Linked DNA regions of Mus musculus: regions 1, 3, 4, 5, 6 and 7 are each linked to region 2. Evidence: chromatin contacts called from public HiChIP or PLAC-seq and promoter capture Hi-C data. All regions are on one chromosome and are shown on one strand. Each heading gives the region's core, a stretch centred on a gene start, on an enhancer-like site or on the middle of the called end of the contact. The rest is flanking DNA. Distances are from core to core; before and after follow the strand shown.

Region 1 (2,700 bases), core at 2-2,501, 640 kb after region 2:
TTCCCTGTGTAACCCTGGCTGTCCTGGAACTCACTCTCTAGACCAGGCTGGCCTTGAACTCAGAAATCCACCTGCCTCTGCCTCCCGAGTGCTGGGATTAAAGGCGTGTGCCACCACGCCCGGCTTTAAGTAGGTTTTTATCAGCTTTGTTATATTGTTAAAATTTATAATCAATGGTATATGATTCTACTTTAAGCTCTTAAAGAGCAAAGTAAGTAAGTAACAAAGTTAGTAGAGTTAATGGGGATAGATAGGTTCTATCCAATAGAGTAAAATAGAAAGAAAAATAAAACTTATGCACAAGGCACATCTCTAAGCAAGGACCTCAACAGTCATACAACTGTACCTCCATAAAAGAAAGCGACTGTGGTTCCAACCATTCTTTGGAGCTCTTGAGCTTGGGGAGTGTGCCCGTCACCATATCATCTTGGCTCCTATTTTTCATTGTGGTCATCAAGTAACACAGTCCCTAGAAAAGCTAAAATAGCATTTATTTTGTAATTAAAATTCACAGTAATTTTCTCCGCGGTTTAATAATCAACACTCATGACCTTGGGCACTTAGGGAACGAGTCTTGGAAAACTGCCCGTCCATGTGTCCCTTCCAATTGGCTTGAAACAGGGCTCTCTTGAAGCCCTCCTGGCTAGGAATCTAGTTCCCAGCAGTTTTCTAGGTTTGATATGACATGAATGCTGATGAGTTGCCGCTTTCAAGCTACTGACAAATGAACTTAGAGAAAGAAGGGAATTTGGGACCTTCAAGCTCCAAGAGATCCAAAGCCCTCCCCGGGGCCTGCATGTGAGGGAGAAGAAGACTTGTGGGTCTGCGCCCATGATGAATCTAGGGTACCAGGCCCGCTCACCCGGGAGTACCGGGCCCCCGATTCGCGATTCGCCGGCTCCGACACAGACCGCGTGCGCGGGCCGTCCTGCCGCGCAGGCTTCCACAGGTCCTTCAGCCCCCTCTGGCGGTGGGCCTGCCCTTCGGCTCTCCGCACCACAGTGAGCCCGCGGCCTCAGCCCGAGACCTTGGATTCGGAACGCGCGGGCGTTCGGACCTCTGTCTCCTGGGACGCGGCGCCACCCCTACGCGCCCCTCGGCCAGCGGGAAGACGAGAACGCGCGCGCACCTCGCCGAACAGCACGGAGCAGTGCAGCCCTCTGGCCTGGGAGCGAGGCGAGTCGAAAAGGAGGCAGTGGAACTGTCTCGCGCTAACAGGCAGCTATCGCAGCCAATCAGCTTTTCAGATCCGTGCTACGCCCGCCCCTAGCGGAGCCTCGTCTCCTCTTGTAGCCCCTACTCTGTGTTTAGTTCCCGGCCTCCAGGACTCAGGATTCAGTTAGGCTACCGGCCTCCCATCAATTAGTCCTCCGAAGGCAGCGGCGGGAGAGAGTCGTTCGCCTTACTAGGAACCTGCGGCAAAAGAGTGTTTGTGGCGGTTGACCCTTTGAGGGCCGTCCAAGATGGCAGCACATGAGCAGTAAATGTAGCTCTAAAGAGCCTCCAAGGTGGTCTTAGAGCTCAGGTTTGTTGACCGGTGTCTTGTCTACAGCGTTGATGCTGGCCAAGGAGGAGGAATGAAAAGAGTATCTTTTTTAAATCGGTGGTGCACCTTGAGTGGTTTTGAGATTTTGTGGATAACTGGTTGCTTTTTTTTGTTTTTACTTTATTTTACTTTTATTTATTTGTTTGTTCATTTTTGCGGAGCTGAGAATTGAATGGAGGACTTATTCGCAGATCTTTATTTTTCTAAGACAGGGTCTCTTTGGCCTTGAACTTGTGACCTTCCTGCCCTTAGAGTACCCAAAATAATAGGCATAGACCTTTGTTTTTAAATCTCAGGTAAATCATTAAATAGATAAAAATATTGAGGCTCTGATTTTTTTTTCAAACTCACCTTCATAAACCATTCTGTGAATTCTGATTTTTCTATAATAGTTTTTCTTCCCCTCTGAGTACTGGTGAACCCTGGATGATGGACCACTATTTTCACTCGTCCACCGTTTTAGAGGACACACACTGATAATAAGCTGGAACGTACACAAGAAGCACTTGTATTGTCCCTCGTGGAGTCTTCAGCTGCAGGTTCTGGTTCAGAGCCGAAGAAGCATGAGTCACTTGCAGAACTTACTGTTAGATACCCTGCTGGGGACGAAACACGTGGACAGCGCAGCCCTCATCAAACTCCAGGAAAAGACCCTGTGTGTGACATCACCAGGATTTAGTGTAAGGGTGAAAGCTTCTTAAAAATATTTTTTAGGTTAGCATATAGAGTGTTGGATTTTATATGTTATCTTCATGTATGTGTTGTAAGCTATGTAACATCCGAACATGTTTCAACAATGTCAGAATTTATTGAGTAATGATAAATTCACAAAGTACGATAGTTTCTGTGGCAACAATTTCATACATATGCCTGCTTTCTTTGGTAACCTCACGGGTAAGCACAGATTCTTATTCTGCTATCTTAATTACTAATATCAACTCATGGATTACACACACACACACACACACACAGTGTTACAGATTGGCAATAAAGTGTTATGAGGCCACAGCAGAGATCAAGAATTTTCAGAAGTTCTGAAAAGCAGGGCAGTTGGTAGAAATATCATTAGATATTTGATATTTGTTGATAAATTAACAGTACCAGAGCTTCGGGAAAGAGTCTGGAGAAGCTGTAGTGATGACTTAAGGCTCCTT
Region 2 (2,716 bases), core at 146-2,645:
AGGTGTTCTGTCAAATTCAAGGAAAATAATTGATGCTACGGCTTAGGAGATGGACAGGTCCAAAAGGAGCATTTGCTTCTTTAAGGAAGAACTCAAATACATCCCAATTGGTTGGATGTGCACTGGAGATCTTCGTGAAGCAAGGCCTCTTTCAGGTCCACGTGCCAGGCACCAATCAAGCTACTTCAGTCCTCTTTTGTCACCAGTTTCGGCTGCTTATTCCCTCGAAGAGAGATCAAGCCCCACGCTTGACGTCTGGGCTGCCAGGGTGGGCGGAGACACTGAGATGGGGCGCGCCCACTCAGGGAGCTGCCCCCAAACCTCAGCCCGAGGCCTCTCCTGTCCCCGGAAGGAAGCCAGGGTAGAAGAAGGGCGGCCGGGGTGCCCCAGCACGCCTCACCTTCAGGGAAGATACGTCCCGGGCTTTGATCTTCCGTAACACGGCCTGTTTGGGGGCAAGGCGCAGATTCGCCTCGTTCCTTTCTATCTGCCACCAATTCGGCGTTTCCACGCAGTCGTCGCCGGGCGCTGGCAAGAGGGAGACACCGGGGACAGCGAGGGGGCCCCTCCACCCGGCGCCCAGGAGGCGGCGACAAGGCGGGGAGGGGCCGCCCGCCTCCTGGGGCCTGCGGCGCGTGTGAATCAGTGTGCAGAGCGCAGCGCACGGACTCGGCTGGCTCGCCCTGCGTGCGGGGAGAGGATGCTGGCAAGCTGCCCCGGCCTGGGCCCGCCATCCGCAGCGCGCGCCGCCGCCGTCCTCTGCGCCCACCGATGCTGAGCCGCAGCCTCGCGCCTCTCCCAGCCTGACCCGGGGCCTGACCGCGAGGGGACCCGCGCACAGGCTCCGGGTGGACGAGCTGGCGCGGCGGCACTGCGGGAAGCAGCCTGCGGCTCGCTGAAGCCCACTTGGCTTGGCTCCGCAGCCCCGGTTTGGAGCGCGCGGCTCCCGAGTTCCCGCACAGGTCAGCGCCAAGCTACGACCCAGGGCTGGATGGACTTCCACGAGGCTGCAGAGCCCGAGGTTGGGAAGGGGCTGGATTCTCCCAGGGGTGGGTGGGGGAAAGGAAGTAAACAGAAGGGAGATGAGGGAATCCCCAGGACCGCTCCGGCTCCTTCCAGGCACGTTTTCTTTTCAGCTTGGAGCCAGTGGGCCTGAAGGGAATTTAGGTGAGGAAGTCAGGGATAGAGCCGGGCATACAAGGAATGGAGAGATGGCTAGGCCCCTCCAGAAGCCCGACGCAGGAAACCGGGTGTCTGGTGTGGACTGGACTGAGTGTGTGGGCGTGCTTGGGAGGCTGTGGTGTTGGAGGCTTGTGTAGCATGGATCTGTATGAGGGGTAGGTTGGGTCAAGGAAAGAGGCGCCATGTCCTTAGCCATGTCCTTTTAAGTTGCAGATGTTCGGTGCCACCTGTGTCCTGGGAACCCACTAAGCATTCCAGCTCCAGTTGGACGCCCTTCATTCATAACCAAGAGGAACCTCCCCGCCTTCCCCGGGTCTTACGAAGCCCTGGTGAAGTGGCTTGACCTGCAGGTCTCCCTTCCTCATTAGAAACAGCCAGCAGCCAACATGCCGAGGAACCAGGGCTTCTCGGATCCCGAGTACTCGGCAGAGTACTCAGCTGAATACTCGGTCAGCCTGCCCTCTGACCCCGACCGCGGGGTCGGCCGGACCCATGAAATTTCTGTGCGGAACTCGGGGTCCTGCCTGTGCCTGCCTCGCTTTATGCGGCTGACCTTCGTGCCTGAGTCCTTGGAGAACCTCTACCAGACCTACTTCAAAAGGCAGCGCCATGAGACCCTGCTGGTGCTGGTGGTCTTTGCGGCCCTCTTTGACTGCTACGTGGTAGTGATGTGCGCGGTGGTCTTCTCCAGCGACAAGCTGGCGCCCCTCATGGTGGCAGGCTTCGGTCTGGTGTTGGACATCATCCTTTTCGTGCTCTGTAAAAAGGGGCTGCTCCCGGACCGAGTGAGCCGCAAAGTGGTACCCTACCTGCTGTGGCTGCTCATCTCGGCCCAGATCTTCTCCTACCTGGGCCTGAACTTTTCACGGGCCCACGCAGCCAGTGACACTGTGGGTTGGCAGGCTTTCTTTGTCTTCTCCTTCTTCATAACGCTGCCCCTCAGCCTCAGCCCCATCGTGATCATCTCTGTGGTCTCCTGTGTTGTGCACACGCTTGTGTTGGGGGTCACTGTGGCCCAGCAGCAGCAGGATGAGCTGGAAGGGATGCAGCTGCTGAGGGAGGTGAGTCCCACCCTCCTCCCTATCTGTCTATTGTATTCCTTCTCTTCCAGCCAAGTGTCACTCAGGTGGGATTGCTTTCAATGCCAGGAGTTGAACACGTCCTGAGCGGCCTTGGGGTCCCAGTTGTCAGTTCAGAGGACTACCTCTCAGCCCCTGGGAGTGTGCACCCCGATGTCATATGGTGTTTTTCCTAGAGAAAGAACACTGGGCCTCGGGGCCACTCAGCCAACTGTGCCTGGTTGGAGTTGGTGACAGCACCTTGGATCTTGGTGTGGAGGAAGTCTTGCTCAGCCAGTCTATGACCCAGGTCAAGAGACGGCTTGTGGCAAACTCTGCTTAACTCCAGATGGTGTTTGACTTGTGGGGGTTCAGTGCTCTCAGTCAAATGGGGATCCTGTCTGCCCTGGATGCAGAAGTGGCTGTTATCAAGATCCAAGGGAACAGAGATGAAAGCCTGTTAGGTTATGTGAAGA
Region 3 (3,022 bases), core at 445-2,944, 580 kb after region 2:
AACTCCCTCACCAACTGCCTGGGCCCCCGGAAGCTTCTGCACAGCGGGAAGCTGTACAAGACCAAGAGCAATAAGGAGCTGCACGCCTTCCTCTTCAACGACTTCCTGCTGCTCACCTACCTGGTCAGGCAGTTTGCCGCCGCCTCTGGCCACGAGAAGCTCTTCAACTCCAAGTCCAGTGCTCAGTTCCGGATGTACAAAACGGTGAGCGCCAACCACGGCACATGGGGCCTCCTCGCCTGCCTCAGGTGCCACCGTGCAGTGGCTTTTACCAGTTCTCAGGGGAAGGAGCCTGGTAAACACAGCATTGTGCCACAGCCAGCATTGATCTCTCTCTAACTGGAGTCACCAAGCCAGGTGTCAGTGTGCAGAGAGCCGGTCACATCAGCAGCAGGGGCACTCTGAGCTTGTCCCCAGCTCAATGATACTGGGTACTTACTTTGCCATCCAGGCTTGCTTTTCTTCTTGGGCATCAGACCCCTCTGGCTCTTCAGAACTTTTAAAAGAACTCCCTGGTGGGTAAGTGTTGTGGCCTATCTCACAGCCACTATTTTGGTCCTAATTCTTTCAGCCCATTTTCCTGAATGAAGTGTTGGTGAAACTTCCCACAGACCCTTCCAGCGATGAGCCCGTCTTCCACATTTCCCACATTGATCGTGTGTACACACTCCGAACAGACAACATCAACGAGAGGTCAGTCCTCATCATGTGGCCTGTCTTGAACTCTAGGAGCCAGCACAGGCTTGTCCCAGTGCCATAAGTCCAACTCCACGCATGATCAAGTCCTACCAACTCTAACCCCAGCCTCCCCAGCCCCACAGTAGGCTCCAGCTTAGATACATACTGGTCACACAGCTGCCTCCTGACAGTCACCTGCCTCCTGCCTCCTTGGCAGCTCCCCAAATGGCAGATCATGCCCGGTCTCCACTAAAATCTCCTTGGGACCTACCTGAACCCCACAGATGTGCATCCCACAGACTTGCACTTGGCCAGCTGGCTGCTCTCCCTGCCATGTGCCCACCTGCCATTCTTCCCTTCAGTGGGGCTCCCAGGGAAAGCACCTCTGATGACAGTCCCAGGGAACACTGCTGTCCCTCTACACAGTTCTCTGGTAACCACCCGCCATGCTGAGCTGCCATCAGTGTGGTCGTCTCTTCTAGCTCTGGGCTCCCAGTCCCTCACAAGGGCCTTGTGTTGCTTTCAAGCTATCTTTACAAGGCCTCAGCTCAGATTTAATTAGCAGTCAGTCTATCACTTGGACTTAGATTAGATGTGTGACTGAGAACCTGTTAAATGACCTTAAAGCTGAGGTCAGCAAGAGAGAGGAGGCATGGAGCTGGGGCTGGGCTTGAACCAAGAGCTTTCTGGCAGTCCTCATGAGCACCACTCTGCTTCTCTGCCAGGACGGCCTGGGTCCAGAAGATCAAGGGTGCCTCAGAGCAGTACATCGACACTGAGAAGAAGAAACGGGAAAAGGCTTACCAAGGTACCTGCTGGTGTCCTGGTGGGTGGGAACCAGCTGCCACGTGGTATAGGCAGACTGGAGTCTGGTCCTAGAGACACCAGCTGCTGCCCCAGCAGTAAGGCCTGGCAGATGGATTCAGATCGCAGCAAAAGAGCCTGGGTACCGCCCCTCCCATAGCAGCTGTTCCAAGCTGCCCTGAGCTCTCACACTATGGGACCAAATGCAGGTCCTACCTGCTCTGTGTAGCCAGCTGTTCCTGCCCCTGCCCCTTCCCTCCACTCTGACCAACATGCCCCTGCTGGGGCATGTCTTGTCCCACCTGACTGCACTTGCTGGGTATGACACTCGGCCCCTGTCCTCTCAGCCTCTGCCTCCTCCTGGCCTCCAGCACCTAGTACCCTAGGCCCAGTCAGCCCTCCAGCACCTCAGCCCCACCATACTGTGGCACACGAGGTTCTCTCCACATCTTTCCCCCACTGCTGTGTAGATGGCACTTTCAAGGACACTAGCAACCCACCCAGTCCTTGCTCCAGCTTCCTCTGCCCACACACTCTCCCCACCCCTGACCTCCTCATATCCTGAGGCTCCTCTACTCAGCTTCATCTGGCTCTCAGCTCTTTCCTCCAGTCTTGCTGGGCGACTACCCTCCTCTGAGCATTGTGTCCATCAGACAACCCTTCCATGGCACATATCAGCTCAATGGTGGGTTATGGCTACTCTCTGCAGTCCCAGCATTCCAGACAAGTCCTCTGCAGCAGCTCTGCTGTCTTTCCCAGGCCTGTGTCCTTTGCAGAGGCTCCACCAGCCTCCTCTCTTGACAGTGCCAACCCCCTGCCTGAGCATCCTCCTTTTAGCCTCTCAAATTAAGGAGAGTTTTTTACACCAAACTCAGGTTCATCCCCAACCCTGCCTATCACCTAGCCCCATTCCCTGCTCTGTCTCCACTGCTGTGTCACAGGCAGCTGCCAGGCCTTCCCCACAGGACGCTCCCCGTTCTCAAGGCCCAAGTAGAGCTGTCTTAGGGTTTCACTGCCCCCAGACTTCACTTCTCCATCCTCTGAAGTCACCACTGACTCCTGGGGAGCAGGGGATCTGTGTCACGCTGTGTCCTCTGTTCATAGGACAGGTCGTCCGCCAGCTCAGTGCCCTAAAGGATCCTTGGAAAGCATCCTTGGCCCCCTTGGCAATGCCAGCCCCACCTTCCCAGTGCAAGCCGGCCTCCCCTCCCAACCTCCTCCCTCCTAGTGCTCCCAGTTCAGGCTGGCCTCCCCTCCCGACCTCCTCCCTTTCAGTGCTCCCACTTAGGCTCCACTGCTGAAGCCGAAGCTCTTTGTGTGTTTTTATTCAGGTTGCCCTTATTTTGTTCTGTGCTCCTGAAGGTATGTGAAAATTACCTTTTCCTAATTGAATACTATTTTAAAAGCTTGCTACTGAAAAATCAATGATTGGATCATTTCATAAAACATATAATCATCTCCTAATTTATCAAAAGTGCAAATCAAGGTTTTCCTGAGTTTCTCGCTGTGTGTGTTCTGCATTCTCCATGGGTACAATCCT
Region 4 (2,925 bases), core at 410-2,909, 680 kb after region 2:
AACCTTATGAGTACCAATGCTTGCGTTTAACATGACTACCAATCTCTCTCCTTTGGAAGGTGCTGATCCTATTAGGAGAAGAATGTCAACTGCCCAGCTCTTGATGGTTGCTGGGCTCTCTGTGGCTTAATAGTAGGAGCTGTTGTTAGTTTTAGTGGGCCCTGTTTTTAAAACTACTTCTTTGTTTGTTTGGGTTTTTTTGTTTGTTTGTTTTTTGAGACAGAGTTTCTCGGTATAGCCCTGGTTATCCTGGAACTCACTTTGTAGACCAGGCTGGCCTTGAACTCAGAAATCTGCCTGCCTCTGCCTCCAGAGTGCTGGGATTAAAGGCGTGCGCCACCACGCCCAGCCTTTAAAACTACTTTTTAAATGAGGTAGTCGGATCACTAGTTTGCTCGATCTAGGGATAATGAGGTGGGTGGTAAGTGAAAGAAAGTAGGATTGTCACCCAGAAAACTGCCTTTGTACAAACAGCTTGCTTTAGGGAGCCTATAAATAAGTCTGCTACCTTGTGTACCAATTGGTAACTGTGTTCAGATAATTAATTCTCTAAACCCTCCCACGTATTTCTATACTTCATATTTATATGTTTCTATCAGAATGAGCAAAAACATGGCCACAGTATTAAGTCTTCACATAGGCCCACGGCTTTGTTTTCAGGGTAGACCTCTTCTCAGTATACCAAAAAAGCCTATGTAAGCTTGGACCTTCGACAGGTTTATGTTCCTAAAATCCTCTGTAGCATCATAGAAGGAGCCAGCTTTGGGAGTATATCCCATCAGTTTCGCAGCGATAAGGCTTCAGCATTCCTTTTGTGTTAAGCTATGTAAGTCTGTCACTTGCACTAGTATTTTACTGCAGCCTTCAGTCTTACCTGGTACAGAATGAGGGTGCACATTTGAAAGCATGCTCTTTCCTGATGGGAAGTGAAAGGGTGTGCTGTTTTAGATACTCAAAACATTAGGGCTAGGCAGGATGGAGAATAACAGGGTTAAGGCCTTTCTTCAGGCTGATAATCTTTTCCTTAGTACAAACGCCGGTGAAAACCTCCACGGAGCAGATTCTGCCTTTCTCTGCAAACAGCCCCCAACGTCTGCTGCTGGTTCTTGATAGAGTCTACCCGGCAACTTATATTCAAGTGGCTAATATGTGGGGGCTAACAGGAGCGCGGGCAAAATCGTCTTGGAGCTGCCCTAGTGAAGGAGGACCTCCGAGCAAACTCGGAAGTGGCCTCTCTTCCCATGTCCTGTAAAGCTGGTCTAAGGAAATAAAAAGATGCATGTGACGGGTTGTGTGCTCTGTTTGCGTGGACAGGGGCCGCGGGAACCGGGTGAGGGAGTTCGACGGTCAGGTGAAGCGCGACCTGAGGCCCAGGGCCCCGGGATCGGCCTTCCGAGCAAAGTTCAGATTGGGACCTCTGTTGGAAGCGCTGGCGAGCCGGGTTCCTCTCCGAGACCTGGGCGCGCTAAATCGCAGGCTCTGGGTCTGATCTCTCTCATGGACCCCGCCCCTCGCTCCTTAAGCCACACCCCCTCAAGCGGAACACCTCCCTTCCCTTGGCATTCGCCCCGCCCCTTCCGGTCCGCAATCCGGAAGCGTTCTGGAGCTTGCTAGTTCGCTTTCCGGCTTGAGAATGCGTTCTCTGTAGTGTGACTTGGAGCATCTTTTCTAGGAAGTAAACGCGTCCTAATTTGAGACGCGGACTTTCCGGCATTGCTGTAAAAGCTTCCGGCGCTACCTGGCTGTAAATACTCTGTATCTGACGCCGTGTCGCCCACGAAGGCGATCAGGTTTAGAAATATCCAGAGGGATCTTACGGTAACCTACATCAGCCCGCCAAGATGGCGATGCAAGCGGCTAAGAGGGCGAATGTGAGTACCCCGCTTTCTGCGTGACAGGGAAGCGATGTTGTTGCTTGACTGTTGCTGCGTGCCTGGGGAGCGTTTTTTGTCCCTCCGCCCATAGTTGGGGAAGCTTGTTATCAGTTCTGTCAAAGGAGGTTCTGTCCTGGGCTCGTCCTCAGGGGTGTGTTCTTTGAGCGACTTTTCGCCCCACCCCTATTGAGAGCCCCCTGGCATCAGTGACCTCGTAACGCCTAGGACCAGGCGTTAGGCTCTTCTGAGTCCAAAAAGACATACGGAGTAACTATTTGGTTCCTTGCCAGCTGGAGCCTGGGATTTTTCTCGAATGTAGAACTTTGGGAATCCTCTATTAATATTATGTAAGCACCTGCTTTGTCTCTTGTCTTACAAACGGGAAGCAATTCATCAGTTGGGTTTATTCAACACTACTGTGTAAAGGACTAGTCGGGCTTATGTTCTACTGTTGTCAGTGAGTGTTACCAAAACCTTTAAGGAAAAAAAAAAACATCTTTCAGGAAATTAAGAAGTGGTTAAAACTTAGAATCACACCAAAACAAAGACACATAATTGACCATTGGATATCCTGATGAAGATTTTGGGCAACCGCGATTATGTGAATCATTTCAGTGAATGAAAACTTAGTTCCTGTAAAATAAAAAGATGGTAGGAGTTAGGACAAAACTGTAGAGCTGATTCTATGATTTTTCTTATTAATAGAGAAATTGAATTGTTTTAAAGATACCTACAGTGCTTTTTATAGACCAACGAGAGTGAGCCAACATAATGGTAGAGACCTGATATGTAAGATTCCAGAGTAAAACTGGAATGTGGCTCAGTGATTGCCTAGTGGGCGTGAGTCTGGATTTGACTCCCAGCACCTCAAACCATGACAACCAAAAATAAGTAAAGAGGGGAGTGGTTGGTACACCAATAGAAGAAAAAAATGGTTGGATGGACATAGATGGATAAAGTTTACAATAGGAATATATAGTTACCATTTGATCATATCTGTTTTCTTCAAGAAGTGTGGAGCCCCGGGTCATATCCTATGTTGGCTGAGAAG
Region 5 (3,027 bases), core at 84-2,583, 780 kb after region 2:
TCTTTCTTCCTTCTTTTCTTTTCTTTCTTTCTTCCTTCCTTTCTTCCTTCCTTTCTTTCTTTCTTTCTTTCTTTCTTTCTTTCTTTCTTTCTTTCTTTCTTTCTTTGATGTATTTCCCCTCATTTTGTAGTTCAGAATGTATCTCTAAAGGAGTTCCTTAGGTCCTTGCTTGAAGTAGGGGCTCGTGCTTCTTACCACCAGTTGTACTTTACTGATCTCTTGTCCATTTGTTGGTGAGCTTTCTTGAGAATCAGAGGGTCTCATTATGTAGCTCTGCCTGTCCTGAAACTCACTATGTAGACCAAGTTGGCTTTGAACTTATTTACTTATTTATATATATATATATATAAATACACACAACTACTCTGTACATTCTATATAGTGAGGACTGAACAAAGCTTATTAATTTTTTGTTTGGGGTCTTACATGGCTAAATGTTATAACTATGAAGCTATTTAGTCTTTATTCACTCTTCACTTTTTTAGTGTAATAATCAGGGGAATTTCTGCCCAAATAAAGACTAGGCTCTCTATCTTAGATAAACTGTGATGCTTTGAAATGAACATTTATTCTTCCCTCTATAATTCCAGACCTTTCCATATTACATTAATTTAATAATTACATAGTACTTTGACTTTTTTTCCTTTGGAAGTGTTTTGTCTTAATTCTGCACACCGGTAGGATGGAGATAAAAGATGCTGCAAAATCCCTCCGGTAGACTTGGCTAAAGTCAAAGGGAACAACACTTGAGTTCAGTGGTTCAAATCTTTAATCCTGGCGCTTGGGATGAATGCAGAGTTCAAGGCTAGCCTGGTCTCCATAGTGAGTTTAAAAAAGGATGCAGAGTTCCTAGAGTTGTTTTTTCTTAGTTTAACTTGCGTGGATTACCGCAGGGACTTCTTTCATTCATTGCCATTATCATTTGGACAGTCATGCAATGTGCAGCCCAAGTTCATTAGGGGTCTTGCCCAAAGTACCTAGGCAACTGGAACCCCTCCGCACCGCACCGTCCTCTCCATTCCTTCTACTCCGCGCTTGGTCGGCCGTTCCTGGCGTCCTCCAGGCCACCGCAGGGGTCTGGAATCTGGGGTCCTCGGTCTTGGCCAGGCGTTGAAGGGTCCGGACTACGTTCCACGCGGAAACCCATCCTGCGCCCTGGCCGGCTCTGCCCATCCCCCAGTCTAGACAGGGCAGCAAAAGCTGGCCACTGTGGGGTTCACAGCCCAGAGCGCCTCCCCGCAGGCCTCCCGCCGATGCTGACGTCACGTCGAGGCGGGGCCTGTGCAGAAGGAAGGGCTGCGCGTCCTTGCAGCGCCCCGCAGCGGCCGCGTCCAGAAGCGGCCTTGTCGGCCCTGCGGCGCCAGAGACCTGACGCACGGAGCTCGATAGAGAGAGAACGAGAGAGAAAGGGGCAGACATGGCGGCTCCGCTCGGCTCCCGCTGAGGACCGCTGAGCGGGCGCAGGGTCTGCGCGGCCGGCCTGCAGCCTCGCTTCCGCCTCCCGCTCCCTGCCTCCTCGCGCCGCCGCCGGCTTCTGCTCCGCTCTAGCCTGTCGGGCCTGCGTCCCGGAGAGGCAACGCGAGCCGGCCCGGCGAGGCTCCGCTGGCCCCTGCCCGCCGGCGGGCCGGCCTTCCTCGCCTCTCCCGGGAGCGGCGGGCGCGGCGTGGACCCGGTCCCCCTGGCTGGACCATGGTGAACACCCGGAAGAGCTCTCTGCGCCTTCTCGGGTCCAAGTCTCCTGGGCCCGGGCCTGGGCCCGGGGCCGGAGCCGGAGCGGAGCCGGGGGCGACCGGCGGCAGCAGCCATTTCATCTCCTCTCGGACCCGCTCCTCTAAGACGCGCGCGGCCAGCTGCCCGGCGGCCAAGGCCGGGGGAAGCGGCGGCGCCCTGGACGAGGCCCGGGTAAGAGCGGCGGCCCACGGCCGAGGCTTGAAAGTGCTGGCCCGGCCGCCCGGGCTTTGTCTGGCCGGAGACCGTCTTGCGGGTGCGGTGGAGGGTGGCAGCCGCCGAAGGGCCGCGACTCCAGCACCTTAGCTGAGCCGGCCCGGTTCTTTTGTGTAAAGAACAGCACTCGAGTCCACGGGAGATGGCTCTTGGGGTTCCTTTCGGGGACATTAGAATGCTCTGCCATCCGTGTCCTTGCCCGGCTTTAGAAGGGAATTCTAGAGGAAGCAAGAATTTAAGGCTGCAGTGCCTGGCTTGGAAGGGGAGAAGAGAGAAGTGAAAGTTTTCTGCGGTGTCAAACCCCTCTTGAAAGTGTGTCAGCTCTTGCCGCTGTCTGAGTTTACTTAGTTTGGGGGTGGTTCAAGTTGGTAAGGAAGTGAACAGAGCTCCAGTTGGCAGGCAGGCAGGCAGGGATGCTGAAAAAAGTTTGTAGCTGCACTGACACCAACTTTAAAAACAAAACCAACGCTTAACGCCTCTGTAGGCAAGGCAGATCAGACACGGTGCTGTAAGCTGTAGGGCGAGCCAGCCAGCTAACCAAGGTTCTTGTAGAGAGCAGAGGACTTTCAAGTTACAAAGGGAGTATGTAGAAAGAAACGTGTCGAATGGCCATCGTGACATGGTTTCTACATTTCTGTTAAGGAAATGTTTTTCAAAAGTCAAACTAGCGTTGTTGTGGTCCGTACAATTGCAGAAGCAAGAGTTGCTTTAGTTCTTTAGAGATGAGATCTGAGATCCTGAACTTTTATCACCTGTAGTGTAAAACATGAAGCTAGCACATCGAGAAGTTTGTGTTACTATGAAATTGGTTCTGAATTCAAGGAGTGGGTTAATTCTGCCTAGAAAGAGGCTAACTTTCTAAGAGTAATTTGACTGAACAGTGTTCTTTATTTAAAATATTCCTTTAAATTCACACAATTTTTGTAACTTAACACAAGGTTTTGTAGGGATTTACAAAGTTGTGGTTTGTTTATACGTTTTCTCTGTGTTGACACTAATCAGAATGAATCTTAGTATACACAACAGAAATGCTATGTATACGCTTAGTATATACAGCAACCATGCCATGAAATATATTTATTG
Region 6 (2,853 bases), core at 340-2,839, 740 kb after region 2:
TGAGTTTAGAGGCATTCCTGACACCCCAGGTTGCCCAGCTGGCTGGTATACTCTCGATTACTTCCCACCCCTCCCCAGCGCTATGTAAGTAAGCCCTTTCACTCACTGTGGAGCCTCTAGTTCCCAAGCGGACAGTAGGTGCTCAATGTTTCTAAGCAGTGAATGGCTATGAGGATGCTGTAAAGTAATCTTCAACTAAGGCTAGGAATCATTTTATTTTTTTCATCCTTTGGGGGCAGAGTGGGGTGGGAGGGAGTGTGGACTTCGTCCATTTCAGTATCTTGTAGACACCACCACAGGCAGGCTGTGAGGAAGGGAAAGGTCTTCCTAGATAAGGCATATCACAAACTTCACACATTTCCTACCCTAGGAGAAAAACCACACTCAAGGCTGGATGTATTCTTCTTCTGACATCTGTGTGGACATCATTGCAACTGCCAGAAAAACTTTACAGGCAGAATCCAGTGTGAGCGGATTCCCATCCTTTAATGAGTCTCTTGTTTACCCTAAATGGGCCTGTGGAGGTTTGAGATAATAGAAAGGCCGTTACAACAAACTCCAGCTGAAACTGACATGAGACAGACTCACACACTGAGTGATGCTGGGTCTCCTTACCCCATCAGCCCCATAGAGTCCATGGAATCTACACTACACTACATGGAGCGAACAAACTGGCTGTGTGACCTGCGGAACTTGTTGCTTGATAAGCAAAATGAAGACATGCACCTCATAGCATTATTAACGTAGTCAAACACTGCTGCTTCATGGCAGTCTTAGGTTTCTTTTCCTTTTTCCATTAATATCACATATCACCTCAGTTCTCTAAATTCTGGGAGAGGTGAGGTCCCACCCCACCCCCAGTACCATCTTACCATCTGAGATCTGCAGCCACCGGGCCATGTCTCTTACTCATCCACTTTTCCTAACTGTTAAGGCGATAGCTCTAATTATATTTCCCAGAACATCAAGAAATCTTCCTGCCTTAGCCTCCCCAGTCAGGTACTGAGACTACAGGCACACCTAGGCACGGGGTCTCCCAACTGAGGGCCACTTTTTGCCACGAAGAGAACGCAGAGGGTCTAAGGACCTTGGGTTCCCATCTCCCCTCTACCCAAATCTCTCAAGCCCCTGCCTGGGCATCCGGAGAATCCTCTAAGGAGAACTTGGTACCTGGCGAGCACCACAATTTCGGAGGGAGGCTAAGTCAACCGGAGCTACCAGGAGTTTGGGGAAAGGAGGCAGCTCCCTTCGCTGGGCTAAGAAGCCTCCAGGAGGATCTGCAGTCAGGACACTGGAGATCTGGTCCTTCCAGCCTGCCTACTTGAATAAAGCTGTGTTACTTCACACTAGGACTTGGGATGCCTTCCTATTTTCTCTGGGGTGTCCCAGTGGCGCCAAACCACACACTACCCAACAACTGGACAAAGTGCTGTGGTAGGTTCTTCCCTGCTCTTGGGAGCGCTGAGTAGCCCGGCTTCCCTCTTCCCACCCTGACGCTCACCGAGCCTGGCTCCTGGGTGTGAGGCTCTGCGACAGGAGCGGGGGTGGGTCCATGGGGCACCGACATCCCGTGGCTGTTAAGCTCCGACTGCTGCCGCAGCGCAGTCACTATCGGGAGGGTGGATCTGGCCAAGTGGGCGTGGTCCCATTGTGCAGGCAGCCCGCCCTCCGGGAGCTCTAGTAGCCGCGTGCCACCTGAGGCAGCAGTGTGGGGATACCCAGGACCTCGAAGCTTCGGGTCCTCCTCTCCAAGGAGGAACTCCAATCTCCATACACCTGGGAAAAAGCGGTCAAGTCCTCAGGGACGATCTTGTTTGTTTCTTGGCAGACATGTTGTAGACAGAAACCCTCAGCTAACCCCGCCTTGGGTGAAAGCCAGCAAATAAACCTATTTAAATAAAGCACTTCACTTGTCCAGATTAAAACTGTGGCTGAGTGGACTCAGCCCGAACTACACATTTCCCAGGCTTTTCCTATAGGGGACTTGCAACTACAGCTGTGCCACCAAGTCCTGGAGGGTGAATGAAGTGTGGTGGGTGTGATAGCTCACCCAGGACATACTTTCAAAAGGCAAAAGACCACACTGTATAAACACCTAACAAGAAAATAGTGTGACTATCCTTCCTTGTATTATCAGACTACTGAAACAATGGGTCCCAGAAATTAGTCGACCCCTACCCCCAAGGGGGGAAAAAAACCCAAAACCCAAAAAATTCCTCCTAGGAGTAAAGGGGCTGGGCAGCCAACTTTTTTTTTTTTTTTTTCCAAGACAGGGTTTCTCTGTGTAGCCTTGGCTGTCCTGGAACTCACTTTGTAGACCAGGCTGGCCTCGAACTCAGAAATCCCCCTGCCCCTGCCTCCTAAGTGCTAGGATTAAAGGCGTGCGTCACCACGCCCGGCTAGGGCCAGCCAACTTAAGAGAAAGATTTCCAATGTGTCAACTTTGATGTGCTGCGGCGTTACATTCTCTTGGAGATGGACTTCGGAGGCCACTGGATCTTTGGATTCCTCTCCTCGGTGTGCTTGGTATGGTCTGCTCACCCCACCCCACCCCCAAAATAGCTTTAGCCATTTTGTTTCATACCTGTCAATCACCAACACAGAGAAGTGACTTGGCTCAAGGCCATGCTAACCACATACCCTGTTTTGTGTTTTGTTCTGTATATTTTGAATGTTCTATATGAGGTTTGCTGATCTTAAGAGATTAAAAAATAAAAAGGAAAGAGAGAAAAGAAAAAGAAATTCCACAAAGCATTACATGGCCATCAAAGTTCAATATTAACTGTTATATCTGAAATAGCTAGAGTCAGAGCTGACCATGAGGCAGCCCTTCCTGCACCTCCCTATGAGCTC
Region 7 (2,861 bases), core at 260-2,759, 710 kb before region 2:
CTAGGGAGCGCCTACATTCTAGACAACAGGTTATCACTAGAGATGTGCCTTCATGGTGAAGGCCTGCAATCCCCGGTACTATGGAGGCTGAATAATTTGGATTGCAAGGTCAAAACTTGCCGAAGCTGGGGGCTGGAAAGATGGCTCAGCGGTTAAAAGCACAGACTGCTCTTCCAGAGGTCCTGAGTTCAATTCCCAGCAACCACATGGTGACTCACAACCATCTGTAATGAGATCTGATGCCCTCTTCTGGTGTGCATGAAGATAGAAATCCGTGTACACTTGCCTAAGCTACAGAACGAATTCAAGAACAGTCTGGATAATTTAGGGGGACGCTGCCTATGTAAAAACAACAGAATGGCTGGAGTACAGCTGAGTGGTAGAAGGCTTATGCTAGCCTGCAGGCTCAATCCCCAGTACCCATGGGAGGCGGAGAGCTTGCATTGAGCCACATCCCTAGCCGCTGTGCATTCTCCTCTATGTTGTTTACAAGAACAGATAATCAGAGATAAAATGTTCTGGATATTCAGGAGGGTGTTACTGACATTATGAAGAGTGAATAGTTTCTTGACTAGACATAGCTGAACCATTCAACAAATATTTAACGGATTCCTGATACATATAGGCTCTGTGCCAAGGGAGATAAAACATACTTCTTTGATGATACCAATCACATGTAAAAACACAATGCGATTTCTAAACTCCTTTTTAAAAAATATTTATTTTATGTATGAGTACACTGTAGCTGTCTTCACTGTAGCTGACACACCGGAAGAGGGCATCGGATCCCATGGTTGTGAGCCACCATGTGGTTGCTGAGAATTAAACTCAGAACCTCCGGAATAGTCAGTGCACTTATCCTCTGAGCCATAAACGTGGTTTCTGTTGGCCTAAAAAAGGTCTATTTACTTTGCGAGACAAGGCTTGGTAGCTAACAACTTAGTTTTTGGTATATTCACATCCTATACTAGAGAGTTGGTAAATCAATCTAACCTGTCTCATCTATTAATCAGATTAATAATAGACAAGAACTGCACGCGGTACGTCTTCAAAAAGATAAGCTTTGTAAAAAATGAACTTGAGGACAAGACGATGCATGCCTGTAATTACCAGTAATGGGAGACAGAAGTTCGGAGTTTAAGGTCCGCCTTACCTGAGCCTGTACCACAACAAAATAAAACATGCTGATTAAAACGGTAGTTGGCAAGATCACTTGATCGTCGGGCTCTTTAAGTTTCCAGAGCCACTCCTCAACACACGCTGCACGTAACCGCGCAATCAGCCTTTCCCGAAAGGAGCAGATTCTGTTTCCGCCAGAAGATCTTCCCGGCGGGTGTGACCGCCAGACATCCGACCCACAGACCATGGGCCGCCCTCCGTCGTGCGCAAGGGCTCGATGCGGAGACACCGGAAGTGCAGGGGCGTGGCTAACTGCTGCAGCCTGCCGGTCCGACGCCGAGGCTGGGGGCGCGCGCAAGTGCGCGCTCGTTCGCGCGGCCTGCAGCGTACAGTAGTGACGGCCGCGCGGCAGGGGTCACGTGACCACAGAAGCTGCTTGTACAGTAAGAACCCAATATGGCAGCGGCGGTAGCAGTGGCAGCGGCAGCAGGACCGGCCACCCCGTAGAGCCCCCTACCCCCGCCACTGCGCGCCTCCGCGGCCGCTTGCTCGCTGAGTTGCTTCTCGGGTCCGACTTCCCCTTTCTCCCACCTTTCCTGGCACCGCGGGAAAAGCAGTGCAGGGCGCAGCAGGCGAGGGAACGCAGCCGGAGCCGGGGCACGGAAGCCTCCCAGTCAGTCAGAACCGACATGAGGGAAAAGGGCCGTAGGAAGAAGGGCAGGACCTGGGCGGAGGCCGCCAAGACGGTAAGGAGGAGGGAGCAGAGAGAAAGGCTGGCAGGAGTTCGTTTTCTCGCCGGCCACCCGTCGCAAGGCAAGGGAGGTCACTTGGCCCCGCGACCGGGTTGAGGATCAGGAAAGCGCGCGCAGAGAGCGGCAGTTACGGGCGCGTTGGAGAGCCGTGAGGAGACCGAGGCGTCGGCGCGAGGAATCCGTCGCGCGACTGCGACTTCTCGCGGTGGCTACGACTGGACCTCCTCGGTGTTGTGAGGTTGCCTTTCGGGGTCATGTCGCTGTCGCCCCTACACTGTTACCCCTTGTCTCGGCCCTGTGTGTTGTGCTTGCCCAGTAACCGGTTCTTCTCCCTTGTGCGCCTCGGAGAGCCCCGATTGGATGCAGACAGGAGGCGGTTTGTGCGTGCTTCCAGCCCCGGAAAGGAGAGGGGAGCGCTTGAGCTCGGTGGCGTTCTCCTGTCGAGGCAGAGGTGCTGCCAGACCGGGGCCCCCGCTTATCTTGCTCCGGGAGCCAATGTGAGGTCACGAGGCTTTTGTGTTTGCTGTGAGAGCTGAAAGTGCAGGAGGTGTTTAGAAACGAAGTAACAGGTGGGACTCAGAATTTTTTTTTCTGTTTCCGTAGAGACCTACTCTGAGTAAGGCTGCAATGCATGGTGGGACGTGTAGTTTATTGGCTTTCTTTTTCTCCTTTCCTTTTTCCTTTCCTTTCCTTTCCTTTCCTTTTCTCTCCTCCCCTCCCCTCCTCTTTTCTTTTCTTTTCTTTTCTTTTCTTTTCTTTTCTTTTCTTTTCTTTTCTTTTCTTTTCTTTTCATTTCTTTTCTTCTTTTTTAAGTTAAAGTGAAAGTGGACCGGACCAATGAAGTTGTGATTAGTGCCCCTCACTCCAATTTTGTTATATGGAATTTAAAAGTCATTTAGCAATGAGTATTTGTGAGAAACATTGTTTTGAAAAATTTAAAACGTGTATTTACGAAGAAAAGAAACCTTAAGGAGAAATTGAAGTTTCATC

What was found. Promoter capture Hi-C pulls out the DNA fragments that hold promoters and counts their contacts. HiChIP or PLAC-seq counts read pairs in DNA pulled down with a chosen protein or histone mark. Capture Hi-C pulls out chosen DNA fragments and counts their contacts.
Region 1: a contact with region 2 is called in a promoter capture Hi-C map of liver. The contact joins the promoter of Pfn4 here to the promoter of Adcy3 in region 2. A contact is called at or near these places in 14 of 39 promoter capture datasets (the 3T3-L1 cell line, the C10 cell line, cranial neural crest and 10 more), 2 of 484 Hi-C or Micro-C datasets (bone marrow-derived macrophages and muscle stem cells), 2 of 115 datasets of contacts at active chromatin or transcription factors (astrocytes and large pre-B cells) and 1 of 9 other capture datasets (liver).
Region 3: a promoter capture Hi-C map of hippocampal neurons shows a contact between it and region 2, with 2.5 times the contacts expected there. The contact joins the enhancer-like site here to the promoter of Adcy3 in region 2. A contact is called at or near these places in 11 of 39 promoter capture datasets (the 3T3-L1 cell line, the C10 cell line, embryonic stem cells and 8 more), 1 of 484 Hi-C or Micro-C datasets (bone marrow-derived macrophages), 3 of 115 datasets of contacts at active chromatin or transcription factors (embryonic forebrain, large pre-B cells and microglia) and 1 of 9 other capture datasets (macrophages).
Region 4: an H3K4me3 HiChIP or PLAC-seq map of embryonic forebrain shows a contact between it and region 2, with 2.5 times the contacts expected there. The contact joins the promoter of Sf3b6 here to the promoter of Adcy3 in region 2. A contact is called at or near these places in 6 of 39 promoter capture datasets (cranial neural crest, frontonasal cranial neural crest, hippocampal neurons and 3 more), 1 of 484 Hi-C or Micro-C datasets (nephron progenitors), 1 of 115 datasets of contacts at active chromatin or transcription factors (embryonic forebrain) and 1 of 9 other capture datasets (adipose tissue).
Region 5: a contact with region 2 is called in a promoter capture Hi-C map of adipose tissue. The contact joins the promoter of Atad2b here to the promoter of Adcy3 in region 2. A contact is called at or near these places in 2 of 39 promoter capture datasets (maxillary cranial neural crest and second pharyngeal arch cranial neural crest), 2 of 115 datasets of contacts at active chromatin or transcription factors (memory CD8 T cells and pro-B cells) and 1 of 9 other capture datasets (adipose tissue).
Region 6: a contact with region 2 is called in a promoter capture Hi-C map of cranial neural crest. The contact joins the promoter of Mfsd2b here to the promoter of Adcy3 in region 2. A contact is called at or near these places in 2 of 39 promoter capture datasets (cranial neural crest and hippocampal neurons).
Region 7: a promoter capture Hi-C map of neural stem cells shows a contact between it and region 2. The contact joins the promoter of Asxl2 here to the promoter of Adcy3 in region 2. A contact is called at or near these places in 1 of 39 promoter capture datasets (neural stem cells) and 1 of 115 datasets of contacts at active chromatin or transcription factors (embryonic stem cells).

What each region holds. Positions count from the first base shown.
Region 1 is chr12:4,768,044-4,770,743 of GRCm38.p6, forward strand. It overlaps Pfn4 (profilin family, member 4), which reads left to right and starts at 1,252. Exons shown (of 4, transcript NM_028376.4): 1 at 1,252-2,226. The coding sequence starts at 2,110. It overlaps Fam228b (family with sequence similarity 228, member B), which reads right to left and starts at 1,191. Exons shown (of 7, transcript NM_175431.5): 1 at 863-1,191; 2 at 347-478. The coding sequence starts at 454.
Region 2 is chr12:4,132,758-4,135,473 of GRCm38.p6, forward strand. It overlaps Adcy3 (adenylate cyclase 3), which reads left to right and starts at 1,396. Exons shown (of 21, transcript NM_138305.3): 1 at 1,396-2,243. The coding sequence starts at 1,569.
Region 3 is chr12:4,707,542-4,710,563 of GRCm38.p6, forward strand. It overlaps Itsn2 (intersectin 2), which reads left to right. Exons shown (of 40, transcript NM_001198968.2): 35 at 1-204; 36 at 572-693; 37 at 1,404-1,486. Among named protein-coding and RNA genes, the nearest start is that of Fam228a, 29 kb to the right of the region's middle. Within about 2 kb of position 1,695, at least 21 of the 459 cell types and tissues checked have an H3K27ac peak or open chromatin away from gene starts, as enhancers often do. A contact at or near this core is called in hippocampal neurons, where this site is marked.
Region 4 is chr12:4,815,949-4,818,873 of GRCm38.p6, forward strand. It overlaps Sf3b6 (splicing factor 3B, subunit 6), which reads left to right and starts at 1,660. Exons shown (of 4, transcript NM_025323.2): 1 at 1,660-1,871. The coding sequence starts at 1,842. It also overlaps the pseudogene Gm20348.
Region 5 is chr12:4,916,020-4,919,046 of GRCm38.p6, forward strand. It overlaps Atad2b (ATPase family, AAA domain containing 2B), which reads left to right and starts at 1,334. Exons shown (of 28, transcript NM_001362349.1): 1 at 1,334-1,902. The coding sequence starts at 1,690.
Region 6 is chr12:4,872,770-4,875,622 of GRCm38.p6, forward strand. It overlaps Mfsd2b (major facilitator superfamily domain containing 2B), which reads right to left and starts at 1,590. Exons shown (of 14, transcript NM_001033488.2): 1 at 1,502-1,590. The coding sequence starts at 1,567.
Region 7 is chr12:3,425,348-3,428,208 of GRCm38.p6, forward strand. Asxl2 (additional sex combs like 2, transcriptional regulator) reads left to right here and starts at 1,510. Exons shown (of 13, transcript NM_001270988.1): 1 at 1,510-1,865. The coding sequence starts at 1,809. 1110002L01Rik (RIKEN cDNA 1110002L01 gene) reads right to left here and starts at 1,400. Exons shown (of 3, transcript NR_030694.1): 1 at 1,154-1,400.